5 separate regions of the Mus musculus genome follow, and all the other regions are linked to region 2. The links are chromatin contacts, called in public ChIA-PET, HiChIP or PLAC-seq and promoter capture Hi-C maps. All regions are on one chromosome and are shown on one strand. Each heading gives the region's core, a stretch centred on a gene start, on an enhancer-like site or on the middle of the called end of the contact. The rest is flanking DNA. Distances are from core to core; before and after follow the strand shown.

The links. Promoter capture Hi-C pulls out the DNA fragments that hold promoters and counts their contacts. ChIA-PET counts read pairs in DNA pulled down with a chosen protein or histone mark. HiChIP or PLAC-seq counts read pairs in DNA pulled down with a chosen protein or histone mark.
Region 1: a contact with region 2 is called in an RNA polymerase II ChIA-PET map of memory CD8 T cells, with 8 read pairs. The contact joins the promoter of Paqr7 here to the promoter of Rcan3 in region 2. A contact is called at or near these places in 3 of 115 datasets of contacts at active chromatin or transcription factors (T-cell acute lymphoblastic leukemia, memory CD8 T cells and pancreatic cancer cells) and 1 of 9 other capture datasets (liver).
Region 3: a promoter capture Hi-C map of pre-B cells shows a contact between it and region 2, with 3 times the contacts expected there. The contact joins the promoter of Mtfr1l here to the promoter of Rcan3 in region 2. A contact is called at or near these places in 4 of 39 promoter capture datasets (the C10 cell line, liver and pre-B cells).
Region 4: an RNA polymerase II ChIA-PET map of memory CD8 T cells shows a contact between it and region 2, with 5 read pairs. The contact joins the promoter of Pithd1 here to the promoter of Rcan3 in region 2. A contact is called at or near these places in 1 of 39 promoter capture datasets (cranial neural crest) and 3 of 115 datasets of contacts at active chromatin or transcription factors (bone marrow-derived macrophages, memory CD8 T cells and pancreatic cancer cells).
Region 5: an HNF4G HiChIP or PLAC-seq map of pancreatic cancer cells shows a contact between it and region 2. The contact joins the promoter of Hmgcl here to the promoter of Rcan3 in region 2. A contact is called at or near these places in 4 of 115 datasets of contacts at active chromatin or transcription factors (astrocytes, bone marrow-derived macrophages, forebrain and 1 more) and 1 of 9 other capture datasets (pancreatic islet).

What each region holds. Positions count from the first base shown.
Region 1 is chr4:134,495,413-134,498,112 of GRCm38.p6, reverse strand. It overlaps Paqr7 (progestin and adipoQ receptor family member VII), which reads right to left and starts at 1,352. Exons shown (of 2, transcript NM_027995.3): 1 at 1,077-1,352.
Region 2 is chr4:135,432,421-135,435,120 of GRCm38.p6, reverse strand. Rcan3 (regulator of calcineurin 3) reads left to right here and starts at 1,316. Exons shown (of 5, transcript NM_022980.4): 1 at 1,316-1,509.
Region 3 is chr4:134,533,979-134,536,678 of GRCm38.p6, reverse strand. It overlaps Mtfr1l (mitochondrial fission regulator 1-like), which reads left to right and starts at 1,292. Exons shown (of 7, transcript NM_029759.4): 1 at 1,292-1,429.
Region 4 is chr4:135,985,801-135,988,500 of GRCm38.p6, reverse strand. Pithd1 (PITH (C-terminal proteasome-interacting domain of thioredoxin-like) domain containing 1) reads left to right here and starts at 1,257. Exons shown (of 6, transcript NM_025411.4): 1 at 1,257-1,563; 2 at 2,066-2,109; 3 at 2,483-2,560. The coding sequence starts at 1,366.
Region 5 is chr4:135,945,085-135,947,784 of GRCm38.p6, reverse strand. It overlaps Hmgcl (3-hydroxy-3-methylglutaryl-Coenzyme A lyase), which reads right to left and starts at 1,337. Exons shown (of 9, transcript NM_008254.3): 1 at 1,245-1,337. The coding sequence starts at 1,304.

The sequences.
Region 1 (2,700 bases), core at 103-2,602, 940 kb after region 2:
CCAGGACTGAACAAGAAACTATTGGTGTTTCACACTGCATTGTGGGTCTCCATTTGTACTCAGTAACGTGATCAGAATGGAAATGTTAAGGACATTTTCCCCCAAAGTTCAGACACTCCCACGGTTCCAAGGAGTACCCTGAAAGGGAAGATCTTCATCATGGTGTCCCCGGGTACCCAACAAGAACAGTCAGCTTGGGGAATCCACCAAGCCTCCTCTCAGTGCATAGCCTGAGGCAGCCTAAGGGGCTTCAGGGGCTGCTAGGAGGAAATCCCCCAGGTTAAGGCTGAGGGTGGTGGTGGGGCCTTGTCTCTTTTCCTATCTAGGGCAATCTGGCTTTCCTGACGCTAGGGAAGGGATCCAATATTCTGGCCTGGTAGCCCTCCCACCTCTCTAAAGCTTTCCTTGGGGGTTCCCCCACAAGGATCTGCAAAACATACCACACACACACACACACACACACACACACACACACACACACACACACACACACACACTTCCACCCCTGCTCCTTCTTGTCCCATTATAACCTCGCTCCTAGAATGCAGCACATAGCCTGTGAGGTTGGTTGTTCCTGCCCAGGGTGTGATCCTGCTGCACAGGCTGTCTCCCATGCCTAACTTCTGCAGACGACACTGAATTATTCTCCCCATTCCACAAGCCACAAGCTCATAGGCTTTACTCCAGCCCTGGTCCTCCTTCTCCATGGCATGCTACCTCTGGTCCTCCCATAATCCTTCTGCTCTCCCCACTCCCTTACAGTGACCCCCCCACTGCTCCTCCGGGGGTGGGGTGACCTCAAACGTTTCTTCTTCCGGTCCCCTCCTTGAGGCTAATTCCCTTGGTGACCTCTCCTCACCCCTACCGGGAGGTGCTCCCCTACATAACTGTCCGGCTGTCAGGGTCCTGCTGTCTTCGGCCTCGCCCCATCTTCTGCCACCTGCCCACTTCCGCCACTGGGCACCGCACGCATGCAGCTAGGAGCACACCCCCAACCCGCGTGCCGGGGGAGCACTTCTCTACTCCCAGCCCAGCCCAGCCCGGCCCGGCCCCGGGATCTCCAGGAGCAGTCTCACCTGTGGTCAGAGCAGAGCTAGGAGCTGTCTGCTGCGTCCCCCGCGCTGGAGTCGCAGATAAAGGGGTAGCGGCCACGCCCCAAGCCCGGAGGGCGGCGCTGGGCACCGGGAGCTCAGCCGCCTCCGCCAGTCTGCAGCTTCTCGCCTGGCGTTATGCAAGCTCAGACTGCAGGAGGGGTCACTCCACGACGCATCCCGGGACTTCCTGCGGCCACAGTACAGTCTGAAAATAGAAGGCCCAGAGAACCTAGGCTCAGATAAGAGGCTGCAGACTCCTGCAGAGTTTACCCACTTCCCCAAAGCGCAAGCTTCGCTCTGTGATAGTTGCAAGAGAGTCGGATGAGTGTCCCAAGAGCTCTGAGGCAAGCTTGAGCTCAGCACATACCGCTCATGCCTCACAGGGCTACTGTAGTCCAGATGTCGCTCTCCCTGGGGAGCTGCGTCCCAAACTGGGCTCTCTGGCTTATCAAAGTCTCATCCCGTGATCTCTGACATTTTCCCTGTCCTGATTTGTCTAGATCTCTGTCAGAACAACCACTCCTGGTTGTCACATCTTCCAGGTATGGGACCAGCAGAGAAGGTGAACAGCCCAGTGGGTTTTTATAGGCAGGGTATGCCTCCAATAAATACTTTCTTACAGTGCCTCATGTGCCTGCCCCTTCTGTGGTGTTCATACCTAACAAAAATGGAGTACCAGACCGGGTCTTGAGTAAAGAGGCCTGATTGGTAGAGGCTAGGGCCCTGTCCTTTACTGAGCTTTTGAGTCTAGAGCCCTGACACATTAACAGGATTGAAGCCTGTTGCTACCCCAGCTCACCCTGCGACCTTGGACAAACCTTGCTCTTTTGGGCCTCAGTGTTATAGAGATGGCAGTACCACTTGACAAGGTGTTTAGGTCAAACGGTGGACATGAAGGTCTTTGGAAACTGCAAAATTTCCCTCTGTACTGTGATGAGCATATTATCTTAAGAGAATTGTATGTGAGAGACTGGCCTCTCATTCAACAAATTCAGACAAACGCCCACATTTCCTGAATCCATGGGGCAAGCCGACAGGCCTGCCATCCCGTGCCTACTACTCTGGAGACTGAGGCAGGAGGATTATTTGAAGCCAGGAGTTCAAGGGCAGCCTGGGCAACATATGGTGACTGTGTCCTGATAGGATGAATAAAAATGAGAGACTTTGCAGACAGTGGTGGCAGCGGTGGCACACGCCTTTGATCCCAGCACTCAGGAGCCAGAGGCAGAGGCAAGGGATCTCTGGGTTCTGGGCCAGCCTACTCTATGGAGCTAGTTCCAGGAAAGCCAGCGCTAAACAAAGACATCCCATCTTAAACAAAACAAAACAAAACAAAACAAAACAAACAGTAAGGACTTAGAAGAAGCCTCGGACTCAGCTTCTATTTTTGGCAGGAAGGTCAAGCTCTCACTGCTTTGATTCTTTGTTTCCGGTTGGTTTGGCTTTTGTCAGAGGTGGTATGTTTTTTGTTCATTTGTATGTTTTTAAAGGCAGAGTCTCACCCAGCTCCTGCTTGGAGCTCACAAGTGAAGCAGAGGCTGAGGTCTCCGGCATACACCACCACATCCTGTCCCCTCTTGGTTTGTTTTCAAATCCACGGTTTATA
Region 2 (2,700 bases), core at 67-2,566:
GCTCTTAACCATCTAGCCATCTCACCAGCCCAAGGGGAAACATTTCTATGCTTCTTGATGTGAGTATAGAAGTCACTCTCCATAATTCTTTGATGAAAAAGTGAAGAACTTGACGTGTTAAGTCAAGTTTAATCAGGAGCCTCAGGGTGGAAAGCTGCAGAAACTTCCTAAAGCAAAAGGGATACAACACTGTGATCCTGTGGGGGACACTATGGGAGTCACTCTGACGAGGATGCTATGCCCTGCATTTTGTGCCCATGACTCTCACCGAGTGACAACACTGTGTCCTTAGTTTTGACCCCCTTGTTTCATTTGTCCTATGAAGGGTCTTGCGTAAATGACAAAAGCTGATTTTCTATTTATTATTTGTTTATTATTCAGAAGGGCAGCCGTGTGGAAGTCAGAGAACACTTGCAGGAGTTCTCTCCTTCCATCACGTGCGTCCGGGGTTGGGAGCAAGGACCCTCAGAACTGAGCCATACGGCCTGGATAGCAGAGCAGAATCCTTCTAGCGGGAGCTGAGAGTTCTCCAGCTCTGTACCGTTCATCCAGTTTGTGAGCTGGAAGAGGGCACAGCTCCCTGACAGGCTGGTCTCAGCAACAGCAATTAAAATTAAAATGCCAGCCAGCCTCGGCGCTACTACTAGCCTAAACCCTGACCTAGACATAATTAATGTTCCATTATCTCCAAGGGAGATAAGCAAGACTGTGTGGAAAGGCAAACGCAAATATCATTAATATTGTACATCTGTGCTGGGTGCAATGGAGGGAGGGATGGGGCGCGCGCAGTCACACACCTGGTGACACCCATAGCACAGCCACGTCGCCATCGCCTCTACTGGGCGACGGGAGCTGCGGGGCGAGGTCGGGCACATCCGGCTGCCAGGTTCCTAGAAGGCTACCCCGGGTTAAGCTCACAGGAACCCGCCCCGAGAAGGTTCCTAGTATCCCGGCTAGCTGTTCCTGTCACTGTCACGTGAGGTCAGCAAAAAGAGAGAGAAAATGTTTCTTGGGGGCGGCGGATACCAAGGGGACATCAAAAGTCCCGTTCTGGAGGTCAAGGAAAGCCTCTGCCTTAAGAGTGCCGGCCCAGGGGGGGTGGGAAAAAAAAAAAAAAAGAGTGCCGGCCCAAGTCCCTCAAAGCCAGTGCCAGCCAGCCAAGAGGAGCAGGCGAATGCGCGCGCGCAGAACCCACCCCCGCCCCCAGAGCCCCGCCCACCACTCGGCGACTCCCGCCCACCCAGCTGTCAGCCCCGCCCTCCTGTCTGTGCGCCGGCGCAGCGCGCCCCCTGGGCGCGAGGAACCCAGGGAGGGCGCGAGGCGCGCGGGCCCGGGAGCGCGCGCGACGCTGGCAACCTCGCTCAGCCCTAGGTCACCGCCCGTGTCGCCGGCTGAGGCGGCCGCTGCGGCCCGCGTTGAGGGCGTGGTGGCTCCGGGTGGTGAGGGTCTGTCCGCCCCAGGCCGCGCTCGTGGGCATCCCCCCTCGGGCCTCTCCCCTCGAGCGCACAGGTGAGTCTCCCCTTCGCAGGGCGGGGCCGGGTCGCGGCCGCTCGGAACAGGTTTGCAGCAGCTCTGGGTGATGGATCCCCAGGATCCCTGAAAGTTAAAGCAGCCTCAGCTAGAGCAGCAGCTGCCCAGATCCTCCAGGAACCCCCTAGACGTTGCTAAGGACCAACCGCCTGATGCCCAGGATCTCCCCCAGCAGCTTCGGGGTAACGTCCTGCAAAACAACCCTCGCCCCCAGGTCCTTTCTCCTCCACCAGCAATTTCTCCACCCGCAGTTCGACTTTTTGAAAGATGTCAGGCCCAACCTGGCCCCCCCCTCCCGGAGGGCAGGGAAGGTGTGGCTAGTAAAACCCTCCTGGCAGCAGGTGGAAGCCCCACTCCCCTCTCTCCTCCCCTCCCCCAGGATGCAGGAATCCTCGTGCTTCTCTGCTTCCCTGGCATCTGGAAACTTGTCCGCTTCCTCTTGAACCCTTCAATAGCTGTCTGTTTCCAGGTTGTGGGGTTCCAGCTTCCGTGCGAAATCTCATCATCTCCTCTGGGGATTAAGATTCTAGCGGCTCACGTCCATGTTTCAGATTCAAACTAGGATTATGTAGAGTGATGTTTTATTGTAGGGTTTAAAACCAAATATATATATATTCGCGTCCCAATATTGAAGGCTATCTAGGACAATACATTTACTTGAACTTTTCGTAGAAGTCTCTCATCTACTAGTTGGCCAGAGAAGTAATTGACCATCTGTAGCTATGATTAGTGATTACTTTAAAATGTTATTTTAAGAACTGGGTGTGGCACACGTTTATAATATTAGCAAGTGGGAGACTAGTCTGGACTACATAATACGGTCCTGCCCAACAAAACAAAATAAAACCTATCTTAACACAATGCCATTACCTCTAGTCCAATATATCAATATGTAGTCCTATGAGATGGCTCAGCTGGTACAGACAGACACACTTACTGCAAAGCCTGACAGTTGGAGTTCCCGGATCCCGGGGATCAACATGGCAGGAGGAGAGAATCAGCTTTTGCAAGTTGTCCTTTGACTAATACCTGAGTGTTGCTGAGGCCACAGTCAAACACACATATAAACATTCAATAAATATATGTTAACAAAATAGTGTGCCGGGGGCGGGGGATGTCCACTGTTAAGAGCACCTACTGCTCTTGCACAGAACTGGGCTCTGAGTCCTA
Region 3 (2,700 bases), core at 43-2,542, 900 kb after region 2:
GTTGCTATGCTGAATTCCACACCCCTAAGCCCCTTACCCCATAAAAACCCCTAGCTTTCCAGCCTCGTGGCCGACATCCGTTATCTCCTGTGTGGGATGCATGTCGGTCCGGAGCTCCGTAATTAAACGACCTCATTTAATTCCATCAAGATGGTCCTTCGTGATTTTTTGGGTGCACACCGAATCGGGAATTGAGTGGGGGTTTCCCCACTAGGTTCTATCAGTGGCTTTGTCGCTGATAGACTATCTGACAGTGATACCCAACAATCAAAAAGGAGCTGAGAAATTCCAGCTATCTATCTTGGCATGTGCCCTACCGGTGTTTAGAAGTAAATGTCTACAATTGTGATACAACTTCCCTGGGATTTAGCACAGTTGCAACTGTGCAGGTTTTTGTAGCCTGGAGCAATAGGCTTTACCAATTCACCTAGGATGTAGTATATTCTGTAGGTGTGTGTACGTACTCACTCTATAATGTTTGTGTAACTCAGTCACCTAAGGACACGTTTCCCAAAGAGTACCCGTTCTTCAGCAACATATAACTGTAATTTCCAGAGGACAACAATAGAGAAATAAAGCATGTATGGGTGTAGTAAGGCAGGTCTGGGCATAATGCCCATTGTGACTGCACAAAGCTGTCCACCCACGAATCCAAAAGATTTGTCCCTGGCAGGTGGGGATTATAGGCTTTGGGAGAACTGGTGAGTCAGGCAAAGCCACGTGCAGAGAAGAAAGTGTATGCCCATTAACTGGATGCCATGGAGACCGGTAGAAAGAGCGACCTTGAGAGCTTTGGTGTCTCCGAGTGCCATCAATCCACCCATCTCATTAACAGACTGAACTATGCTGCACACGTGTGTACGTGTATGAGCGTGTGTGAGACAGAGAACTTTAAAATAGAAGACAGCTATTCCGAAGCACTGGAGGGCATGCCTGAAAGGCGAAAGCAGCCATTTTTGCTGGGGGATGTATCTGGGGGAGCATGAAATGGGACGAGGGTCCAGACTAGATAGGAAAGGCTGAAATGCCAAGATGAGAGGATTCGGAGATCTGCAGCAGGAGTATGGACTATTTCCAGTGCTGAGCAGCAACACTGGCAGACTACCGCTTCCCAGAAGTTTGTTGACACTAAACACGGGAAGCAACTCCTACGGCAGCAACTAAACTTGGGAGGAAAACTCCAGCGGGATGCGCGCACAGACTTCGTGCCCTCCCCCGGAGGGGTGAGGGCGTGGCCCGGGGAGGGGTGTGGCCTCCTGGCCGGTCTGCCGTCCACTCAGAGCCCGCGTCCATTCCGGGCCCCTCTCTAGGCCCGCCTCTCCTGGGCGTGGTGCTCGCCGCGCAGCTGCAAATGATTGCTTCCGGAGGCGGGTCAGCGGAAGTGAGGGACTTCGAGGCCGGGCCGCCCGCTGGGGTAGGAGGGGCTGAGGTGAGTGTGGCGCTGGAGTCCGGGCTAAGCCCGATGCGGGGTCCCACAGGAGACGGGCTCGGTGAGCGCCCTGGGCCGTCGCCGGCGTCTCCGTCCCGGCGCAGGGGAGCACGCGTTCCCTGTTCCCGTGCAAGTTCTCGCGGGAGTCGCCGCTGTCTGCCCCCCTCGGTGAGGGCACTGGTCCCCAGGCGTAGTTGCTGGCCGTGTCACCCAGCGGTTGGGGTCGCCCCAGCCGTTGGAGCGCGGTACGCCCCGGGCCGCGCGGCGTATCTGGGACCTACGCCGGCCTGGAGGCTACTGAGCGGCCCGGCCCGGCCCGCGGGTCCAAGGGCCGCTGGACGCGCGGTAGGAACTTGGCCGACCTTGGCCCGGGCCGGGTCGCCGTCGCGGGGGTGGGGACCCGTCGTTGAGGGCGCAGGGGGCTGCATCTTGCTGGCCACCGGCGCCTCGTGAGACCCTCGCGCGCTCTGCCCGGGTGTCCGCCGGGCACCGCTGGGCTAAAGTTTCTCCCTGGCCCAGGACCTGCCGGGTCGAGGCGCTCTCGGAGCAGAGAGGGTCTGCCGAGAGTGGCCGCACGGGAAGACGCGGGCACGGCCAGCGCAGAAGGAGCTGCGGCAGCGCCGATGTGCGGAGGGAGAGCCGGGGCTGCGGAACCGGCTAGAGCGTCTAGCGGGCACGCGGGGGGCGGGGCCTCGAAGCCAAGTTAGTGTCGCCTACAGCGGTTTCTTAAAAGCAAGCCAAGTGCTTACAGCGGCTGCCGGAGGCCGGGATATGGGCCGTTCGGTTACTTCCATTTCTGTTTTGAGCACCCTCGGAAGGCGATCCAGGCTGCCACGGAGTGAACTGCGAACCCCAGGCTGCCAGGGACAGAGTGATGGATGAGCTGGGTGCTGAGGGACTGAGATAAGCTGGATAAGTTGGGTCCCACAGAGGCAGTGGTATAGACTGGGGCACAGATAGGTGTGTTGGGAGCTGGTAGCCCGGTAGTAGCATGGCCCCAGCAGAAGACTAGGGAGTGAGTATGGTCGCAGATCGTGTACTTGCCAAACTGTATTAGAGCTTGGTCTTAAGAGAGCTGGAAGATGGGGTATATCCTGCTGGCAGGACTGTGGAGTCTAGAAGAGAGTTGAAAGATTTAAACACCAGAGTAATAGAACCGGCAGCTTGTTAAACCCGAGGTTTAGATTCGGTTGGAGTCTTTGGAGATGAAGCAGGACAGGAGAGGGCGTAATGGCAGGAGTAGCACAGTTAAGTGGCCTTTAGCAAGAAGT
Region 4 (2,700 bases), core at 8-2,507, 550 kb before region 2:
GGATCCCATTACAGGTGGTTGTAAGCCACCATGTGGTTGCTGGGAATTGAACGCAGGACCTCTGGAAGAGCAGTCAGTGCTCTTAACCACTGAGCCATCTCTCCAGCCCACATGTTGAGTTCTTGAATCACATTCTTCCCTTACTATTCAGTGTGACTACTCAACAGATACTATCCTGCCCACGGAACAGAGAAAAATGACTCAGAATAGGAAAAGGTGATATTTTCCTAGTGTCACACCGTCAGGGACAGACCCAGCATTCTCACCCCAGGTCTGGTGGTGAGTATACCTTCTATCAAGAAGGTAGCTATGGGCTATGAAGATGACTCAGCGGCTAAGAGCATTTGCTGTGGAAACACAAGGACAGAGTTCAAATCTCCAGCAGTCACATAAAAGCCAAGCACAGGCCCAGCAGCAAGCCCAGCTTTGGAGGGTGGAGCCTAGAAGCTCGCTGACCATTTAGCCTAGTCTAAATGGTGAGCCTCGAGTCCGGTGAGAGACTGCATCAAAAAAATATGATGCTGCTGAGCAGGATGGCCCATGCCTTCAATCCCAACGCCCCGGAGGCGGAGGCAGATGGATTTCTGTTGCGTTTTATGCCAGTCTGATCTACACAGTGAGTTCCAGGCTCAGTAGATAGTTCCAGCCAAAACTAGGTAGTAAGACACTTTATTAAGGGAAAGAGCGCGATAAGCCACAGAAGACACCAAATAGATAGATAGATAGATAGACCCATGATAGATATATAATAAATGTAACTAATTAAATCTAACACCAGATTTGGTGGTGCGTGCCTTTAATCCCTGAATTTGGGATTTGGAGGCAGGAGGGTCAGGAGTTGAAGGTACATAGATCATCTGAGGTCAGCCTGGGGCACATGAGAAACTAGCTTAAAAATATGGAAGGAAAGGCGGAGAAAGGAGACAGAGAAGGAAAAGAGGCGGGAGAAAGTAGGGGGTAAACAGATGAGGTTAACAGGGCGTCAGGGGGAGAGAGGAGGCAAGCTTTGCTGTGCTGTCGGCCCCGCCTTATCCACCACGCCGGAGAAAGGTGGCCGCTAGGGAAGAAAGCGCACGCTTTGGCTCGGGAGGGGAGGATTCGCGTCCCTGCCACGCGTCCCCAGCCCTACAGTTTCCACGCTTGAACGGTACCACTGAGCGACACCGCCAGCGTCCAGCTCTGCTGGCGCAGGTCCACGTCAATCCCTCCCGGCCCCGCCCTCTGGGCCGCGCGCGCATGCGCCGCGCAGGGGCGCCTTTTACGACGCCTCGGTGGCGGCGCTTGGCGGTCGTCGCGGAGCCGAGTGAGCTCCGGGTGAGCGGCGGTGCCGAGGGAGTCACAGGCGAGCCGGCGGGCGGCGTCGCCATGTCGCACGGCCACAGCCACGGCGGGGGCGGCTGTCGCTGCGCCGCTGAGCGCGAGGAGCCGCCCGAGCAGCGCGGCCTGGCCTACGGGCTGTACCTGCGCATCGACCTGGAGCGACTGCAGTGCCTCAACGAGAGCCGCGAGGGCAGCGGCCGCGGCGTCTTCAAGCCGTGGGAGGAGCGGACCGACCGCTCCAAGGTGGGCGGCCCGGGAGCCCCGGGGCCTCGCAGGGTAGACAGACAGGGAAACTGAGGCCCAGAGGAGCAAGGTGGGCGCTTTACCTCCCTTCCGAGGCGGCGAGGGCATGTGAGGGAGGAGAGCAGAGAGGACTGCTGTCTCTTCCTCTGACCATTGGTCCAGATGGCTGTCCGATGGCCTCACCTGGCCTGGGGTCGCGATCCGTACTTCTAACCTGGAACCCAGACCCCTTTGAGAGCCATTTGAAGGTTCTCCAGAAGGGTACACAGAAGCACTGGTCTTTTGAGTTCGCAGCCTGGGAAACCCCCATTAGAATCCCTCTAAGAGGGGCCGTGGTGATTAGAATATGGAGACTGAGCAGCTCCCAGCTATGAGGACCTGGGCGCGGGTTGTTGGGACAGGTCCATTTGCATCGCGACTCAGTTTGTAGAACAGGGAGGCCAGATGCCTGAAATTGTAGTTTCTCAGCAGATATCTGTTGCTTCCTCCCCATGCACCGCAGTTTGTTGAAAGTGATGCGGACGAAGAGCTCCTGTTTAATATTCCGTAAGTATCTCCTTGGCTCTTGCCTCAGGCAAACTGGGCTGTACCCAGTTGTCTCTTCGGATGACTTCATTTGATGGCTATGTCAAGAGTGCACACCTGTGTCTAGAAATGGGGTAGATTTTCTTTGGTGGGTTTGAGAAAGTAAGTATAGGAGCTTGTGTGTGTGTGTGTGTGTGACTACACATGCATTTGTCGAATTATAATTGAGGTGATTACATTTCTTGGAGGTATGGAATGACAGGGTCTTTGAAAGGACTACAGGTGGCAGATGAGTCAGCTGAGCTAAAAGGGAAGGGTCTTGTCAGAGTCACATGGCTGCTGGTCCTCAGGGTTCAATCCCAGGTAGACAACCTTCTCTTTGGAATTCTGGCAGGTTTACGGGCAATGTCAAGCTGAAAGGCGTCATCATAATGGGCGAGGATGATGACTCGCACCCCTCGGAGATGAGACTGTGAGTAGTGAGGGCTTCGGCCCTCGGGAGACTCCCACCTAGCTTTTGCTGGTATATTTTATTCCAGGGATATGGAGATGGCTCAGTGGGTTAGAGGGCTTGCTGCATCAAGTATGGGGGATCAGAGTTCAACAACAGGT
Region 5 (2,700 bases), core at 88-2,587, 510 kb before region 2:
TAGTGAATACCAAAGTTATATAGAAAGAAACTTTGTCTTAGATAGATAGATAGATAGATAGATAGATATTATGACCCACCATGTTACTTAATTCTCATTCTCTCCCCCTCTCCCCCTCGGGTTTATTTCCTTAACTTTTCACGTTGATATTTGCCTTTTCATTTGATCCCTGAGCAATCATTGGAAGTGGGTAGACTAAAGATGCAGAAGTGGCTTTCTTTTTCTTTCCCATTTTTTTTGTTTTTGTTTTTTTTTTTTTTTGTTTTTTTTTTGTTTTTGTTTCTTTCGACACAGGGTTTCTCTGTGTAGTCCTGGCTGTCCTGGAACTCGCTTTGTAGACCAGGCTCCCCTCGAACTCAGAAATCCGCCTGCCTCTGCCTCCCGAGTGCTGGGATTAAAGGCGTGAGCCACCATGCCCGGCCAGAAGTGGCTTTCTGGGCTTTCTGAGAGGCACCCACGAGCTGCAAGGAAAGTAGTTTTTCCAAGTGCTAATACAATGCCTAAACTCCCCAACATAAAATCGTAACAGCGCCATCACAGAGCTGAGGGTGTAGCAGTGACGCTGGCGCTGATCGCTCCTAAGTCCAACTCTCACAAAGCACCACCACCGACTGACTGGTCACTCACTAAATCATCCTGAGACTCTGCATTTTACGTATAAGCAAGCTGAGTACACACCTCTGTCACTCAGCCTAGAAAGTGGCAGATCACCCGGACACCAGTTTGCGGTTTAGCCAGCACAGCTCTTTTTGCCCCCCCCCCCTTCCTTCAAATAACTGCGCGTGGTCAGAATGCCAGGACCAAACATGCCCAAAGGACAGTTCTGAGGGAATCCCTGTCCGGCCCACGCGATCCAAGTTCTCCCCAGGCGTCCATAAAAGCAACAAGGGCCGAGTAAGGCGGCAGACAGGGATGCTTGTGTTTCCCACACTGAACACTGTTTTCCACTAATGAAGGGCCGGAGAGATCCGAAGCTCAAATAGGGGAAGGAGTCAGGGTCACCGTAAGGGAGGTAGGACGCCCAGGATGGTGTCCCCGGTCTCCACAGTCACAGCGGGTCGATTCTCTTCCCGCCGCCTCAGTTTCCCCGTTTCTTGCAATGGATCTGAGCCAGACCGGCTGGGTCCGGAACTCTCAAATCCTCCCGGCAACAGTCCCTCGAGCGGTCCCGCTCCTCCGCCTGTCACAGCAGCTGAGGAGGCCCGCCCGATCCCATGACTGTCACCCGCCTGGGGAGCACTTACAGCCCGGAGGGACGTCAAGCCCACCAGCCTCCGCGGGAAAGCCTTCCTCACTGACGCCATCTTCACTCCGGAGGCCAACCCACTGGGCACCACGTGACCGCCGATCCCTCTGTGGGCGTGGTTAGGGCCGGAGGCGGTGCATCGCTCCTCTTGTGAGGCTCCCAGTTTGGTTCCTCCCCTCAGCCTGTCTGTTTTCTTTTCCTACTCCCCTCTAAGTAGCTCTACCCTCCAATCATGCCCACTCCATGATTTTCTGAACACGTGTCCCATGAAGAGCCATGACATTTGACAGCCCATGTGTAGATCCCGAGATTTTTTTCACCTCCACCTGCTTCCCCCACGTCTTAAATCACGCCCGGTTCCAATCCAGGGCCATTTATCTGCCTTCTGAAAGGCGTTGTGTTCCCAGGGCGTGTTGGGGTTGAAGATGACTGGGAAGCTGGTGGGCCAAGCCGATGGCTCCTTTAGTCTTAAAGGAACAGGGAAGGCAAGAAGGCCTAGGTTAGCGAAGGACTGCTATAACTGTGGGCTTCTAGGGGCTACTACTGGTGCTCGGGTGACTTGTGAAACCCTGAAGCTAGCCATTAGGAAATCATTGTGTCCCTGTGTATACACTGTCTTACTTCCTTCTTGTCTTCCCGTCCTCAGCCTCAGTGGGGAAGTCTTCAAATGACTAAACATGCGTGTGCATCATGCAGAATGGCGCAGATCCCGCCCCAAAGGTTAAGGTCACAAAGTAGAATATAAAGGTTCACTGTGGAGCTGGTGAGATGGCTCAGCGGGTAAGAGCACTGACTGCTTTCCCGAAGGTCCCGAGTTCAAATGGTGGCTCACAACCACCTGTAGTGAGATCTGGCCCTCTTCTGGTATGTCTGAAGACAGCGACCATGTACTTATTAAATAAATCTTTGGGCCTGAGTGAGTGGTGGCCGACTAGAGCGAGCAGATGTCCTAAAATTAAATTTCCAACAACCACATGAAGGCTCACAACCATATGTACAGCTATAGTGTACTCATATACTCCATGTAGACCAGGCTGACCTAAACTCAGAGATCTGCCTGCCTCTACTTCTGCCTACTAAGTGCTGGAGTTAAAGATATGTGCCACGATGGCCACCAAAGTTTTAAATTATTACTAGTGTATTTACTTCATGTGCATGGCTGTTTTGCCTACATGTAAGTCTATGTAGAACACCTGTGAGGCCATAAGAGTGAAGCAAGAAAAACATCTTTGCTAAATCCTGACCTGACCTTGGGCTGACATTGAGGTCAGCTTGACCCTCAGGCACTTACAGGAATTTTTGCTAACCTGCTCTGGCCTGCTTTTGTAACCACAAGGCTTTCTGCTCCCATCAAGCAAAAACAAACCTGTCTCCACCTCTACTTTGTTTTTTTTTTAATATTTACTTATTTTATGTATATGAGTACAGTGTAGCTGTACAGATGGTTGTGAGCC